Linked DNA regions of Triticum aestivum: region 1 is linked to region 2. The links are chromatin contacts, called in public Hi-C maps. All regions are on one chromosome and are shown on one strand. Each heading gives the region's core, a stretch centred on a gene start, on an enhancer-like site or on the middle of the called end of the contact. The rest is flanking DNA. Distances are from core to core; before and after follow the strand shown.

What was found. A called contact is a pair of places that touch in the nucleus more often than the background predicts.
Region 1: a Hi-C map of leaf shows a contact between it and region 2, with 7 times the contacts expected there. The contact joins the promoter of LOC123092956 here to the promoter of LOC123092953 in region 2. A contact is called at or near these places in 2 of 5 Hi-C or Micro-C datasets (both in leaf).

What each region holds. Positions count from the first base shown.
Region 1 is chr4B:504,669,359-504,673,965 of IWGSC CS RefSeq v2.1, reverse strand. LOC123092956 reads right to left here and starts at 1,681. Exons shown (of 1, transcript XM_044514818.1): 1 at 1,145-1,681. The coding sequence starts at 1,609. The coding sequence ends at 1,247. It overlaps LOC123092954, which reads left to right. Exons shown (of 5, transcript XM_044514817.1): 5 at 448-1,099. The coding sequence ends at 798.
Region 2 is chr4B:504,269,675-504,274,064 of IWGSC CS RefSeq v2.1, reverse strand. It overlaps LOC123092953 (protein OBERON 4), which reads left to right and starts at 1,468. Exons shown (of 4, transcript XM_044514816.1): 1 at 1,468-4,390. The coding sequence starts at 1,968.

The DNA.
Region 1 (4,607 bases), core at 432-2,931, 400 kb before region 2:
ATTTCAGCAGTCGCTGAAATATTTAACTTTCGGGCAAAATATTTCAGCAATTTCAGTAGTACACATGAATCCAGTTTTTTTTTAAATCAAATATTTAATTGAATTCAAGTGAACATTTTGGTCTTTTGACCGAAACGCAAGCCGAAATAGCTGAAATTCACTGAATTTCGGTTGGTGCTGAATTTGTTTGAAACTGAAAGTGAAAACCTGTCAGAATCCAATGACGAACAAGTCTTTATATACTAAAGTGCAAGTTCAGACACACTGCTTTCCAGTTTTATTTGGAATGGACTGCATGTTCAAGGCTCTGGGAAAATCTCTAGTTTCAGAATGAGTTTTCTTTTCAATAAAAGTTTCAGAATGAGTTGAACACACCCATTTTCAGATGCTCATATTATAGCCAGTGATGTTGTTATCTGAAGAAAATCCTTGTTAACATTTCACCAGATGCTGGAGTGGAAACAACGCGCGCAGGCGTCGGAACAGCATGCTGAAGAGCTCCAGAAGAAGGTCTCGGAGCTCCAAGGCAAGCTGCACACCTTCAAATCCCATTTCCCCACCCCAAACCTGCCCAGCCGGGCATGGTCTGAGGCTTGCAGGATGGAGAACCCGCGGGCAGCCAGGGCTCAGCACCACCACCGGCCACCGCAGCAGCAGCAGCAGCAGCAGCAGGACGGCGGCAAGGAGAAGGAGAAGCACGTGCTCATCTGCCGCGTGAAGCACTCGCCCAGCGTGGTCCCGAGGCGCTCGCCGCTGCAGGACATCGGCAACATCGCCTTGCCGCGGCGGCAGCGGTGAGCGCTGACCATCCTCTTCTGGAACCAAGGTTTCCGGCAGGAGTGGGGAGAGATGAACTCTGTCACTTTAGTTTAGTTTAGCCTCTAATAAAGTAATTTACTACTGCTAATCTAATAAGTAATCACCACGACTGACTTCTCGTCAGTCAGGTCTGTAGTGGTGAGTAGCCACTGAGCTCAGCTGGGACGGAGTTACTTTGCGTAGTACAGTGTCGAGGAATAGGCGCGATCAGTCAGAGGTGTATGTAAGGCGAATGCCTCTTTTTTTCCTGAGATTAATTGGCAATTTTGTTTCCTGCTTCTTCCAAGATCTGGCGATATGCAACTTCTCAACTCAGAATCATGTCTTGCACGAGAAAAAGTTTCTTAGATCATCTAGAGTGATGAACTACAAGTACAATGATAACAGCAGATGCTTTGTTGGCGCTAAATATATCTAGGAATTTGAGCTAGTGATTCATCATGGAGACCCAGGCGCAGTATGTGCACACGATCTTCTGGGAGATGTAGACGTAGACGGCGAAGGAGAGGCTCATGAGCGCCACGTCCTTCCAGTCCCCCTTCTGCTTCGGGCTCAGGCTCTCCCGCACGTCCATCCCCGCCTTCACCACGCCGCTGTGCGCCCTCTCGGCCATGGTCACCCACCACGCCCTCTTCTTTCCTCCTCCTCCTCCGTCGCCGCCGATCGGCGGCTCGGTCGGGGGGCGGTTTTGGCAGCGGAAGGAGGGTCTTCGCCTAGGCACGGCGGCGTTGCGCCGTCGTGTCAAGGCTGGGGACAGATGTGGAGCGGTGATGGTGGTAAGGGAGGCCATTGCATGCTGCGATCTTGAGGAGGAGTACTGGAGGTGTGATCAGGTTATGTGGAGTTCTCCAACACGAGAGGATAAGTAGCTCAAGACTACGGGAGGAGGAGAAGGGAAGACAGTGACAACTAGGCGTGTCATTTAGCGGCAAGCAGGCTGGCAGTTGGCCCAAGCAAGCTCATACTCTCGAGATATTTTGTACAACTTGGTCAAAATCACACTAGATTTTTTTTTTTGAGGGAACAGAAGGATTCTACTGCTTTAAAAAAAAGTAATACAAAAGAGGAGAGTTCAATGAATAAAAGAATAAAACAACATAACAAAGCCATAGGTTACAATGGTATAAGCATCTCATACAAGTGAGAGAATCCATCTGGATTAATCGAATCTATTAACCCAATCTTCAAAAGTTGAGTATTGTTTCCTCGTAGCTCTGTATGTAAACCAATGGAGCTCGTCCTTGAATCATTTGTGACAACGGTATGGGCTTGGGGTCATCCCTTTGAAGATGTTGGATGTATAACAGACAAACTTGTATAATTTTTTTGCAGATTATCTACAGAGCCACTGCTTGGATCCGTATGTGGTTGTTACTCACTCCTGTAAAAGCTAGGGAGTCTTTGGTTACTGGGTCTGTCCGATGGAAGATGGTAGCTCGGGTTATCTACAACTGGTTTGGATGGCGGTCTAGTAATAGGATAGGTGTTTAGTCATCTCGTTCCATTTTCGCCGGCTGTGGCGTATTATACTTTTTTTATTTTTCTTCAGCTCTGAGCGAGCTTGTTCTGGATCACAGACTTTTCAATCACTTTTCTTAATAAAGGGCTGCATGCATCACTCTAATGTAGAGGTCGAGGGTAATCCTCCTTTTCTAAACAAATCCCTTTGAAGATGTTGTCATTTCTTGTGGTCCAGATGGCCCAAGAAGCTAGGATAACGATTTCAAATGCGAAGGGAACGTTTAGCAAGGCCGTCAATTTCAACATGCAATCCTTCATCAGTAGGCCTCCAGTTAGGATAAAGATGAGACCAGCTTACCTTTGCTAATGGGCAGCAAAAAAAGAACATGCTCACATGGCGCAACTATAATCTAGGATCAAAAAGTGCTTGCTCTGCTACATTGCTCTTGTGTTCAATCTATTGCGAAGGAGCAGCCAAAGGAAAATCTTGTGTTTCAATTGGCAACAAGAATCCCAAATCCATTTAATTGCAAACATAACCTCATGTTCCCCAATAAGAAGGGAATAAATCTTGGAAACTTGGAATCTTTGCTCCAGCTGGGATTTGCCAAATATTTGAATCTTCCACTAACTACACCTCTTGGATTTGGTGAGCTAGCTCAGATACTGTGCAAAAGCCTCTTCAGAGAGGGGTAAATGAAAATTTTTAGACAAGTCCCGAGAAAGCCAAAAATTGTGAATGGAAATGTGGGGATTTTTGGCAAAAGAGTGTGGTGAGTCCAACTTGAGGGCGGTTTTTTGTTGGAAATATGCCCTAGAGGCAATACTATTGTATTATTATATTTTCATATTCATAATTATGTGTTTTTATTATATGCTATAACCGCTCGTAAAATATGTGATTCAATGGAAAACTCATATGCACGTGTGAAATGATAAATGCATAAAATAAAGGTTCCTAGTCTCGCCTCTAAGACTAGCTCAAGTGTTGTTGGTGATCATGTTTTCTGGATCTTAGGATATCGTTAAGTGTAATTATAGTCTTGAAACAACATTGAGATTATGACGTTGGAAGAACGATCGTATTCAATCAACTCAAACTTGTTTGTTATGAATTGAGATTATATCGTCGGTAATCAATTGTAATAACACAGAGTGTTAGCTTGTGATTTTGCTCCTTAGACCATGAGAGTATCGTAGTCACTTCTTACCACATGGTAGGCTTTGGGGTTGCTCAAATGTCACCTCGAACACGGTGATCATAACGACAACTTACAGATTCATCAGAAAGTTTGACAAGGGACTAGATAGCTCGAGAGAGGGTCTTGCTCCTCCAACGATGGATATATATTATTAGGCCCCACTCGGTGTGACGATATCCATCATTGTCCGGCCAGACATAGGTGACTTCGTCACGGGGATGCTGGAACACGATAACGAGAAAAGTGAACAAAACCAGTAACGAGGATATCGGTATAGCTAGCATAGTTATGACTCAAGAGGATATCGATGCATCCCGTGTTTTGTACAGTATTGCGAAGCAAAGGGAACATCACATGATAACCAAAGCTTTACTCGAGTATCATTCGTGTGCTCATAGGGACCGATATGGACATCGACGGTTCCGTTGTCGGTCATTGAACAAACAGTTTCATTCATGTCTGTGAGTTACCGAACCTACGGGGTCACAAGGTTAAGTAAATCATGATCTGCTAAGTATTAGTAGGACGAGAGTGGTGAGAATATATTTTTGGAATTGTTTCATTAATATTTGGAATAGTTCCAAGAGGATCCGTAAGCGTTTCGGGGTCCTTGGAAGGGTTTCGGGGAGTATGAGGTAATACCGAGTATTACTAAGAAATAATATATAGGTTGGAAAATGTCTCTAGGGATGTTAAAACATATATGTAATGCTCTGAAAGTATTTAGAAGAATTTTATACTTAACTTAATGTCAATGGGCCTAAAAAGGCCAAGAGATGGAAGGCAACTTGGGCCCTTGTGGCTCAAGTGGGGAAGGCGCATCCCTTCTCTAAGGAAGTGGGGCGAATCCTAATAGGGGAGGAGTCCAACTCCTCCCCCCTTTGGCCGGCACCCCAAGGAGGCTTCCCTTGGTGGATGCCTATCCCTCCCCCTCTAACCTATATATACTTGAGGTATTGGCCATAATTGAACATACAAATTTTGGAGCCTCCTCTAGTTCTTCTAGTTCTAGTTCTAGTTGGTCCTTGTTGACTAATTAGAGCTAGGCTAATCCTCTTATACTCATAATTAGAAGCCCTGTGTGGTTCTAATCTACTCCCTCTAATTCTCCAGTGGCGATTAGCT
Region 2 (4,390 bases), core at 219-2,718:
GTTCAGAAAGTTCCCTCTTGTTGTAGAAAAATTAATGCGGCAGTCGCAGCGGCATCACCGCTCCACCCCAAGATCCATAGGAATCCTAACAAGAATCCAGTTGACTACACCGAAAGGCGCTTCATGTGAACCAGAGGCTCAAGCAGACCATCGTCCGACCTCCATGCCCGGAGAAAACTTGAGAAGATTTCAAGCAAGTGCGGGAGCCCGCCGGAGGTCTTGCGGCCACCCTCCCCAACCTCTGCCACTCTCGGGGGCTATTGATGGGGTCCTGTACCGGGGATGACTATTGCCAGGGAGCCCGGCCTCATCGAACACAAGGGGCCTGCTAGGCCCAATAAAAGGAGCAAACCCTAGGAGGCGAAGACGACATTCGTGATCTTCAAGACTAGAGGGCGGCAACGCCCGAGATCGCATGTGCCATGTAACCCTAGACCTTTCTTGCCTATACAAAGGGAGGTCTAAGATCCTCATTCATCATCTATCCACATATAGGAAACTCTCGGTAGCAATCTCATTCACCATTGTAATCCCTCCCATGAGGTATCCCTCCATTATCAATCATCAAAACCAGCACGACGTAGGGTATTACTCTCCGGAGGCCCAAACCTGGATAAATTCCTCGTGTGACCTCCGATTCATGACTTCCAGCTGCGCTTGGACCCCTACCGAGGGATGTGACGGTATTTTGCACCGCCAACGGACGCGCCCGGTCGCGACCGGGCCTCTCTGTATCCGCCCTACATTTGGGCTGGATATGAGGGTGCCGGTCAGCTCGGGCATTTGAGCCCGGTTTGAGGCGCCCGTGTGGTTGACTTTTTTTATCGATCACTGATCGGGCCATCCGATCGGATATATGAGGGAGGTTTGAGGCGTCCGGCTGTAGATACTCTAAGGATGATGAAATATTTCATTACATGTTCAACATCCACTCATGATTCCCTAGTAGTGTTTTAAAGAAACACAGAGAACCTGTAATCCCGAATGCAAGCAAACTTTAGAGAATAAACTAGTGGAGGAGTAGTCAGCTTCTACTAGCCCCCGGACGGAGGAAAAACTGGTGGCTTGTTGTTTTCGTCAAGCAATTGACAATTGCCAATTGGTAAACTCCGGTCTCCGCAGTTGCTCTCACCTTGAGAAAAAAAATCAAGAACCCCTTCTTAATAAATTCAGAAATCTGGTGGGAGAAGCACGCAACATTGCAAACTCCATTTTCCCCTTCGAATCAAATCGAAGTCTGTGGTAGAGCTCCACTTGGCCGATTGGCTCCACTTCACTGGAATCTGGATTTGCGGGGACGACGGGACAAGTCACCAGTGCGGAGGTCGGGAGACGCTGATGCCCACGCTATCGTCTGCACGCAAACGCCAGTCAAAAGCTGACCTTTCTGGCTCACACATAAGAGATCAGACCACCGCACCACGCCACCCGAGGCCTCCACGACATGACCCATCATCGCCCCAGACGCATCCCCAGCGCGCCACCAACCCACCACATCCACCCCCACGAGTCCACCATCGCCGTTCGCCCCGCCCTGCCACGCGCCACCGCGCCACGACGCCCGGCCCCCGTCCCCTGTTCGGCGCCGGATCCGCTGCGCTTACTACCATCTACGAAGGTGGGCCCCGGCCGAGCGACTCCCGCGCGTCAGAAACCACGGGCCTCCTGCACCGCGCTCCGTCGGCGGTAAAAAAAAAAGAGAGGAGGAAGCATGGCCGGCCGGCTCTGAGACCCGGGTCCAAATCTGGGTGACGCCCGTTGACCGCGACTAGGAGGGGAGTGGCCGAGAGCGAGCGAGAGCCGGGGGAGGGAGGAAGAGGGGAGGAGTGAGCCGGAAGGACGCAAGCCGAGGCGACGCGAGCAGCAGCGGCCACCTCGCGCACGCATTTCTCCGTACACGCCCACCCGCTCCTTCCTTATCTCTCCTCAGCAGCAGCCCCTCACCCTTCTCGGCGAGCCGATCTGGCATGAAGCGCCAGCGGTCGTCCTACGTCGACGACGATGACCCGGACGGCGACAGGCGGAGGTTCTATGACCGCGGGGGCCCGCCGTCCCCGCTGCCGCCGCGCCGCCGCCCCGCGGAGTACGAGAGCGACGAGTTCGACCGCCGGACCGGCTTCGGCGGCGGCAGGTTCTACGACCACCGCTACCGGGACTCCCCCTCACCGCGGGGCTATGGCGGGGACCGGGCGATGCACCGCTCCGAGAGCTTCTCCGGCTTCCGCCGCGAGTTCCCCAAGGGGTTCCGCGCCGACCGCGACCGGTCGCGCTGGGATGCGAGCGGCAGCGGCAGCGGCGGCGGCGGCTCGGCGTGGCGGCGTCCCGGTGGCCCCTGGAGGGATCCGCACGGCTTGGACGGCCACAAGTCTGCGACCAGGCGGCAGGCGCCGTCGCCGCCTACGCCCCCTCGCCGGTCTCCTAGTGAGCCCAGGAGGAGGATAGATGGTCCCAAGGGGGACAAATTGAGGAAGCACAACTGCGGCGCCGGTGAGATCGAGGAAGGGGAAGTCGCGCCAGATCCGGACGCCAAAGCCCCGCCTCCGCCATCCGCCGCGGAGCATCAGAAGTGGGTTGACTCAGGCCGTCCTGATGACAAGGGAACTAGTAAGAGATGCGAGTTGAAGAAAGTGGATTCTCCTGGGCTGAGACTAAGAGTGGATTTGAGAACTCAAGCTGCCGACAACTTGGGGAAGGAGAAAGGGAAGATCAGCGATGATGCAGTTGCAGAAGCAGGGAAAGTAACAAACACGCAGCATGAGAAATCAGCATCGGATGTCACAGGGAAAGTAGCAAACACACAGCATGAGAAATCGGCATCGGATGTCACAGGGAAAGTAGCAAACACACAGCATGAGAAATCAGCATCGGTTGTCACAGAGAAAGTAGCAAACGCACAGCATGAGAAATCAGCATCGGATGTCATGGGGAAAGTAACAAACACGCAGCATGAGAAATTAGCATCGGATGTCACAGAGAAAGTGTGTGGAGGAGATGAAGCTGCCAGTGCTGTTGATCAAGGTGGACAGAGCACTTCCTCCGCTATGCAGCTGGAAGCGCGGCATGACGCAGTGGTTACACGACAAGATGGTGCCAACGCTGCTGATGTGGGTGTGCAGAGCACTTCATCTGGTATCCTGAAGGAGGCTACCATGGAAGAAGTGGAGACTACCATGGAAGAAGTGACAACAGAAGTTGAAACTGCCATTGCTGTCAATGATGTTGAGAAGGGCACTTCATCCAGCATACAAAAAGAATCACTGCAGGAGGTAGTAATGGCATTAGGCGAGGCTGCTAGTGATGATGATATTGTTTGGATTGGCAGTTCATCGACTACGCTGCAGAAAGTTCTTCCTAAAGAAGCAACAGATGGAAACGTCAATGGCGGTGGCGGTGTTGGAAATTGCGCTTCATCCAGTATCCTGCAGGGGGCGATGCAGGAGGAAGTGAAATATGTAGATGTAGCTGCCAATATTGCAGATGCGCCAAAAGAGGTCAGTTCTTTCAGTATGCCGAAGGAAGTGGTGCATGAAGACGACACACCGCTAACTGCTAATACCATTAATTTGCTAGGAGATAGCAACTCATCCGTTATGCTGGAGGAAGCAATGCATGAGACAGTAACCACGAAAGAACTAACCGCCAATGCGCCTGACGTAGCTGGAAAGAGCAGCTCATCTACTATGCTCCAGGAAGATGTCATGACTTCTCTGTGCCAAGAGTCTCAAGAAATTAAAGAAACTGAAATAGGAAATGTTGGAGACAAGAAGATTGATGAAACAACTGAATCTATCGCATCCCAGCCAGTGGAAGAGGGACTCGAGAGGTACGGTTGTGAAAATAGAGTTGCGCTTGACAAAACTGAAGTTGTAGAAGAAAAAGAAGAAGCAGTTGAGAATGAAATCGTTGCGAAACAAGTAATACATGTTGATCTGGAGGCCAAACTTGCAGGTACTGGTGCTTTCCTTCAGCCATCCAAGGACCATATTAAGGATACTGAGGAAGAGGGAACGACTTTGGATCTGATTATGGAGAAGCCAAGGGCTGAGGATAAAGGAAAGGGTATAGCATTTGATGTCCTTAATAAGGCAGGTGGTGGTACTTTAGTGGGGAGAGGTTTTGACATAGGATTGCAGCCTGACACAGACCAAAAAGAAGCATGGAAATCTACAAGCACTACTTCCGGAAAGCAGGAAGATGACACACTCAAGATAGGGAGACTTGATCTTTCACTAAGCTTGTCAGGTGGTTTACAGGATCCTGAATTCAAAAGTTTTGTTCCCAGACCTGATTCTGTAGCCCATGGACCATGCTCTCAGTTGTCGTCGTCATCATCATCATTCTGCACAAATTCAGATGGAATAACAGCTTCTGTATCATTGACCAATTCTCA